Regions from separate parts of the Mus musculus genome. Here region 1 is linked to region 2. Evidence: chromatin contacts called from public Hi-C data. All regions are on one chromosome and are shown on one strand. Each heading gives the region's core, a stretch centred on a gene start, on an enhancer-like site or on the middle of the called end of the contact. The rest is flanking DNA. Distances are from core to core; before and after follow the strand shown.

Evidence for each region. Hi-C and Micro-C count contacts between places; a contact is called where the count stands out from the background.
Region 1: a contact with region 2 is called in a Hi-C map of bone marrow-derived macrophages, with 11 read pairs. The contact joins two enhancer-like sites. A contact is called at or near these places in 1 of 39 promoter capture datasets (cranial neural crest) and 1 of 484 Hi-C or Micro-C datasets (bone marrow-derived macrophages).

The regions. Positions count from the first base shown.
Region 1 is chr4:150,881,307-150,884,380 of GRCm38.p6, reverse strand. No RefSeq gene overlaps it. Among named protein-coding and RNA genes, the nearest start is that of Park7, 27 kb to the left of the region's middle. Within about 2 kb of position 1,565, at least 6 of the 459 cell types and tissues checked have an H3K27ac peak or open chromatin away from gene starts, as enhancers often do. A contact at or near this core is called in bone marrow-derived macrophages, where this site is marked.
Region 2 is chr4:150,315,387-150,318,091 of GRCm38.p6, reverse strand. All of the region lies in intron 1 of Rere (arginine glutamic acid dipeptide (RE) repeats), which reads right to left. It also overlaps the pseudogene Gm13092. Among named protein-coding and RNA genes, the nearest start is that of Rere, 35 kb to the right of the region's middle. Within about 2 kb of position 1,346, at least 32 of the 459 cell types and tissues checked have an H3K27ac peak or open chromatin away from gene starts, as enhancers often do. A contact at or near this core is called in bone marrow-derived macrophages, where this site is marked.

The sequences.
Region 1 (3,074 bases), core at 316-2,815, 570 kb before region 2:
CCTGTAAACCAGCCCCAATTAAATGTTGTCCTTATAAGAGTTGCCTTGGATCATCCTGAGTGAGGTAACCCAATCACAAAGGAATTCACATAATATGTACTCACGGATAAGTGGATATTAGCCCAGAAACTTAGGATACCCAAGATATAAGATACAATTTGTTAAACGCATGAAACTCAAGAAGAACGAAGACCAAAGTGTGGACACTTTGCCCCTTCTTAGAATTGGGAACAAAACACCCATGGAAGGAGTTACAGAGACAAAGTTTGGAGCTGTGATGAAAGGATGGACCATCTAGAGACTGCCATATCCGGGGATCCATCCCATAATCAGCTTCCAAACGCTGACACCATTGCATACACTAACAAGATTTTGCTGAAAGGACCCAGATATAGCTGTCTCTTCTGAGACTATGCCGGGGCCTAGCAAACACAGAAGTGGATGCTCACAGTCAGCTATTGGATGGATCACAGGGCCCCCAATGGAGGAGCTAGAGAAAGTACCCAAGGAGCTAAAGGGATCTGCAACCCTATAGGTGGAACAACATTATGAACTAACCAGTACCCCGGAGCTCTTGACTCTAGCCGCATATGTATCAAAAGATGACCTAGTCGCCATCAATGGAAAGAGAGGCCCATTGGACTTGCAAACTTTATATGCCCCAGAACAGGGGAACGCCAGGGCCAAAAAGTGGGAGTGGGTGGGTAGGGGAGTGGGGGGGAGGGTATGGGGGACTTTTGGGATAGCATTGGAAATGTAAATGAGAAAAATACCTAATAAAAAATATTAAAAAAAAAAAAAGAGTTGCCTTGGTCATGGTGTCTGTTAACAGCAATAAAACCCAAACTAAGACAGAAGTTGGTACTAGGGACTGGGGTATTGCTGTGATAGACCTGGCCATGTTTTTGTTTGAAAGAATGTGGATTTGGGAGACTCTGGATTTGGAAAGCCATGGAATGTTTTAAGTGGGGCTTAATTAGCTATCTATCCTAGTAGGAATATGGAAGACTTTGTTGCTGTGAGTGATTTGAACTGTGCAGACATGGCCCAAGAGGTTTCAGTGGAGAAGAACTTCAATGTGTGCCCTAGAGACTGTATCTGTGGTATTTTGGTGAAGAATGTGGCTGCTTTTGTCCTTGTCTGAAGAGTGCACCTGAGGCTAAGGTAAAGAGACTTGGATTAATTGCATTGACAAAGGAAGCCTCAGAAACTCTCAAAGTCTATGGACTTTGTTATCTGGTTAAGTTTCATGAAGAATATTTTAAACAAGCATAGCAAGCTGAGAAAGGAAAAATATAAAATATATGGCTCGAATACTAAAGGGGCACCAGGGAGTGAAATGGAGCTGAGTCCTGTGCTCAAGGAGATAACAAATAAGGGAGTGGGGCTTTGGGGGAAGATCTTAGCCAGCTAAACTTAGATCCAGGCAAGGTGCTACGCACCTTTAATCCCAGGAGACAGGCATGCAGATCTCTGAATTCGAGGTCAATCTATAGAGCAAGATCCACAACAGCCAAGCTTAGGCAGTGAAGAAGTTGGAAAAGAGGAAGCTAGTGATGTAATAGAACAAGGGGCCATGCTCCAGATCCTGCAAGCAGCAGAACTCGGCAGCTTCAGCCATGTGGCTCTGGCTTTAGAGTGAAAAATAGAAGGGACTAATAGGACCATTGATGCTGGTTAGCTGGAGCTAAGAAATTAGTGGTGATTAAGAAGAGACCAGCGCCCGGCATGGTGGTGCATGCCTTTAATCCCAGCACTCAGGAGGCAGAGGCAGGCAGATTTCTGAGCTCGAGGCTAGCCTGGTCTACAGAGTGAGCTCCAGGACAGCCAGGGCTACACAGAGAAACCCTGTCTCGGAAAAAAAAGAAGAAGGTGCCGGGTGTGGTGGTGCACTCCTGTAATCCCAGCACTGGGGAGGCAGAGGCAGGCGGATTTCTGAGTTCAAGGCCAGTCTGGTCTACAGAGTGAGTTCCAGGACAGCCAGGGCTACACAGAGAAACCCTGTCTTGAAAAACCAAAAAAAAAAAAAAAGAAGAAGAAGAAGGAGGAAGAGGAGGAGAAGAAGAAGGAGGAGGAGGAGAAGAAGAAGGAGAAGAAGAAGGAGAAGAAGGAGGAGGAGGAGAAAAGGAGAAGAAGAAGAAGAAGGAGGAGGAGGAGGAGGAAGAAGGAGGAAGGAGGAGGAAGGAGGAGGAAGAAGAAAGAAGAAGAAAGAAGAAGAAAGAAGAAGAAAGAAGAAGAAAAGAAGAAGAGACCAGCATGACTGAGGTGGAGTCTTCTGGGAAGTGTTTTCTGAGAGCACAAAGCTGTGTTCCAGAGATAGCCAAGGTTGTACCTTGTGCTGCCGCTGATCTTGATAATGTGTAAAAGTCACCCAGGTGGTACTGGTTTTGAAGGCACGAAGGGGTCATCAAGAGCAGCTGAGGCTTGGCACTGTGAGAGGCCATGGAAGGCCACTGGTGAAGGTGTAGCCTCACCTTGCAGTTGATGGCCCAGGACTGAAAGGGTCATGCAAAGGAGCTGAGGCTTGGCACCATGAGAGAGCCTCTGGTAAAGCCTAGTTGCAGCAGAAGACCCCAGTGTATGGAGATGCCAGTACCATGAGATGATCACCAAGAACAGCAGCAGCAGTGGAATAGATCAACTTGAGCTTCGAGTGCTACAGAGGGCAGAGCTGGAGGAGCCCAGAAGTTCACATGTGGATCCCAGACACTGAAACAAAAAGCTGTAACATTGAAGTTGCCTTGGAGACCCAGAAATGTTTGCGATGCCAGAGCGGTGGGCTATCTTCTGAGGTATGTTGCTAACAAGGAGTGGAACCAGCCCAAGAGAAAGTTTGTTGCAGTCGACAAAGATGAAAAAGGAAGTTGGAGATGTGAAGACTGCCTTGAAATCAAACATGGAGATGCAGAGTTTGGAGTTTGCCCAGGTGGTTTCCTGTCCTGCTTTGGGGATTGCAGTTAAGTGATTAAATGAATCTCAGAAGAGACCATGAACTTTGGACTTTTAACATTGTTGATAATACTATAAGACTATGGGGACCTTTGAAGTTGGACTGAATGTATTTTGCATTATGC
Region 2 (2,705 bases), core at 97-2,596:
CAGTGTTATCTGAAGGCAAGAAGATAGCCAAAGAACAGGAAGGCTTGATCCGTGGTGACCGTCATCTCTAAAAGTCCCACCTATTCAGAATTCCTCTCAACAATGTTCTGCCATCATGGAGGGTAACAGAGACAAGAACTCTATGAGGTCCTATTTCTGTGACTCACCACAACTCAGACACAACATACCCATCACTAAGACCACCCATTCTAGACACTCTTCAACAGATAGCACCCTACCAACCCTGAGCCCTGAAGACTAGTCTGTTCCCGGCGCCAACAGAACAGAACATCCCCTCAGTCCTGTTTTTTGCCAGTCTCTCTCAGACACCACTTTCCTTTCTCTGGCTTACACGCACTGCTTCTGCAGTTCCTAATTTCTCTCTTCATTGGGCAAATTATTTACAGCGTATATACAAATTAATTCACTTTAATGACTTTAAAAAGTCAAGTAAGAGTTGCTCTACCACAGATATGAACCTTCTCAAGTGGATACACATGGACTTGTTGTTTATTGGTAGTGCTGTAATCCAATCCTCACCTACTTTTCCTAAAAATCATAGCATCATTCCCAAAGAATAGAATTCAATCATGTTCACTGTCTATCTAATCCCCGTATATTTAGTCATGATATAATTTTCCCCCTTTGAGACAGAATTAGCCTCAAGCCTCACACTCATAATCTTCATCCTGTCTTTCCAGTGCAGTTTTAACAGTGTGCCCCACAGTGGTTTCTAGTCTCAACTTGCCATGTCTGAGCAGTCCAGCAACTAGGTTTTTTTTGTTGTTTGTTTGGTTTTTGGTTTTTGTTTTTTCGAGACAGGGTTTCTCTGTATAGCCCTGGCTGTCCTGGAACTCACTTTGTAGACCAGGCTGGCCTCGAACTCAGAAATCCGCCTGTCTCTGCCTCCCGAGTACTGGGATTAAGGCGTGCACCACCACGCCCAGCCTTAGGTTTTGTTTTGTTTTGTTTTTTAAGATATATTTATTATTATATGTAAGTACACTGTAGCTGTCTTCAGAACAGAGTGTCAGATCTCATTACGGGTGGTTGTGAGCCACCATGTGGTTGCTGGGATTTGAACTCAGGACTTTGGAAAGAGCAGTCAGTGCTCTTAACCGCTGAGCCATCTCTCCAACCCACACCTAGGTATTTTACAAGCACTGGGGTACCTGGCCTCACAATCACACTTTGCATACATGGATTCATCTGATTTCCAAAATCTATGAGATATTATCATCCCCATCTTGTACTTGAGAAAACTGAGGCCTAGGGAAGGTCAGAGACTTCCTCATTTACCTAGAAGCTTCTACATGACATTGCAGAGCTATGCTTTAAAGCCACACTGTCTAACCCACAGCTAAGCTTCCCCTTACTGAGAAGTCTTCAGTGGGAAATAGTAACAGCTTCATTTCACATGATGTAGTAAGCCTCCGACCAGTGTGAGTCCTCACACTCTGAGTACTCACTCCCTGTCACCTACACCTCATCCAGTCTGTTTTTACAACTGCTTCCTATGTAAACCCCTTCAGCTGTGCCACTAAGGGAACATTTCAGTAACTTTCTGATTATCTGGTACTTTCTTTCCTCAAAGAAGAGTTCCTAGTGTAAGTTTTCAAGTACAATTAGCCCAAGTTTAGAGCAAGTAACTTTGGATCTTTCCTCTCTATATGTTATCAATATTTGAGCTTCCACTTAAATATTTTCTCCATTACTGTTAAGATAATAGCAAAGCCAAAAAGTTTATTCTGAGTGAAGCCAAAAATGTACTTCAACAATTTGAAGAAGTTCTAAATCAAGAAAAAGTTATCAATCTTTTATCTGCTAACATTTGTACTGCAACCTATTTAAAACAGTCTTATGTTGGGGATTGACTTATCTAAGGAATTCTTTGCCTTTCTAAGGAAATAAAAAGAAATAGTATATCAAAAGTCACCAAAGGCTTTTCTCATGTTTCATTTCATTAAAATTTCATAGTAGTGAACTAGGAGTATGGCTAAGTAGGAGAACACTTGACCAGCATGCCCGAGGCCTTGGATCTCCAACAAAACTTATGGCTTTAGACAGATCAGTCTGAAAACAGAACTGTATTTTTGAGACAGTCTCACATAGCCTAGGCTTGTCTCAATTCTGTGCCCTACTGCTGTAACCTCCCAAATGCTAGAATTGCAGGTGCATGTCAGCAATGCCAGCTTTAAATATTATACTTTTAGGAAGAGGTGCATAGTATGGGAGCTGGATAAAGATCTCAGTGGCTAAGAGCATGGATGCATGATCCTCAGCTCAAGCCCCTAGACTGTGAATTCTGCAATAGCTCAAAACCCTCAAGAGCATTCTTGCAGTGCTCCAAATTAGACAGCCAGGAATTTGGTTATCTGATACAAGCGAACAACGCCCTCAGAGAACACACAACAAGCCCTGCTGTCAGCCTAACCAAAAAACAAGATTCAGGGAAAGAACTGATTTTTCCCTAAAATGAACAAAAAGGTAAATTTCTGTGCCAGTCAACAAAACTTTACACAGAAGGGTGCTTACTGGTCGGCCATTTCTCTTAGCGCGGGTCGCTTGGGTGTAGCGGCAGCCGCTCCGGTCACAAGGGGCGGGCAGCGGCGGAGTCGGCGGCTAGCGGGGTGCAGCGCTCGCCGGTGGTCGTGATCAGTCTACCCCTCAACCCCAAGCCTTTTCTCAGTGGACTGACAGGGAAG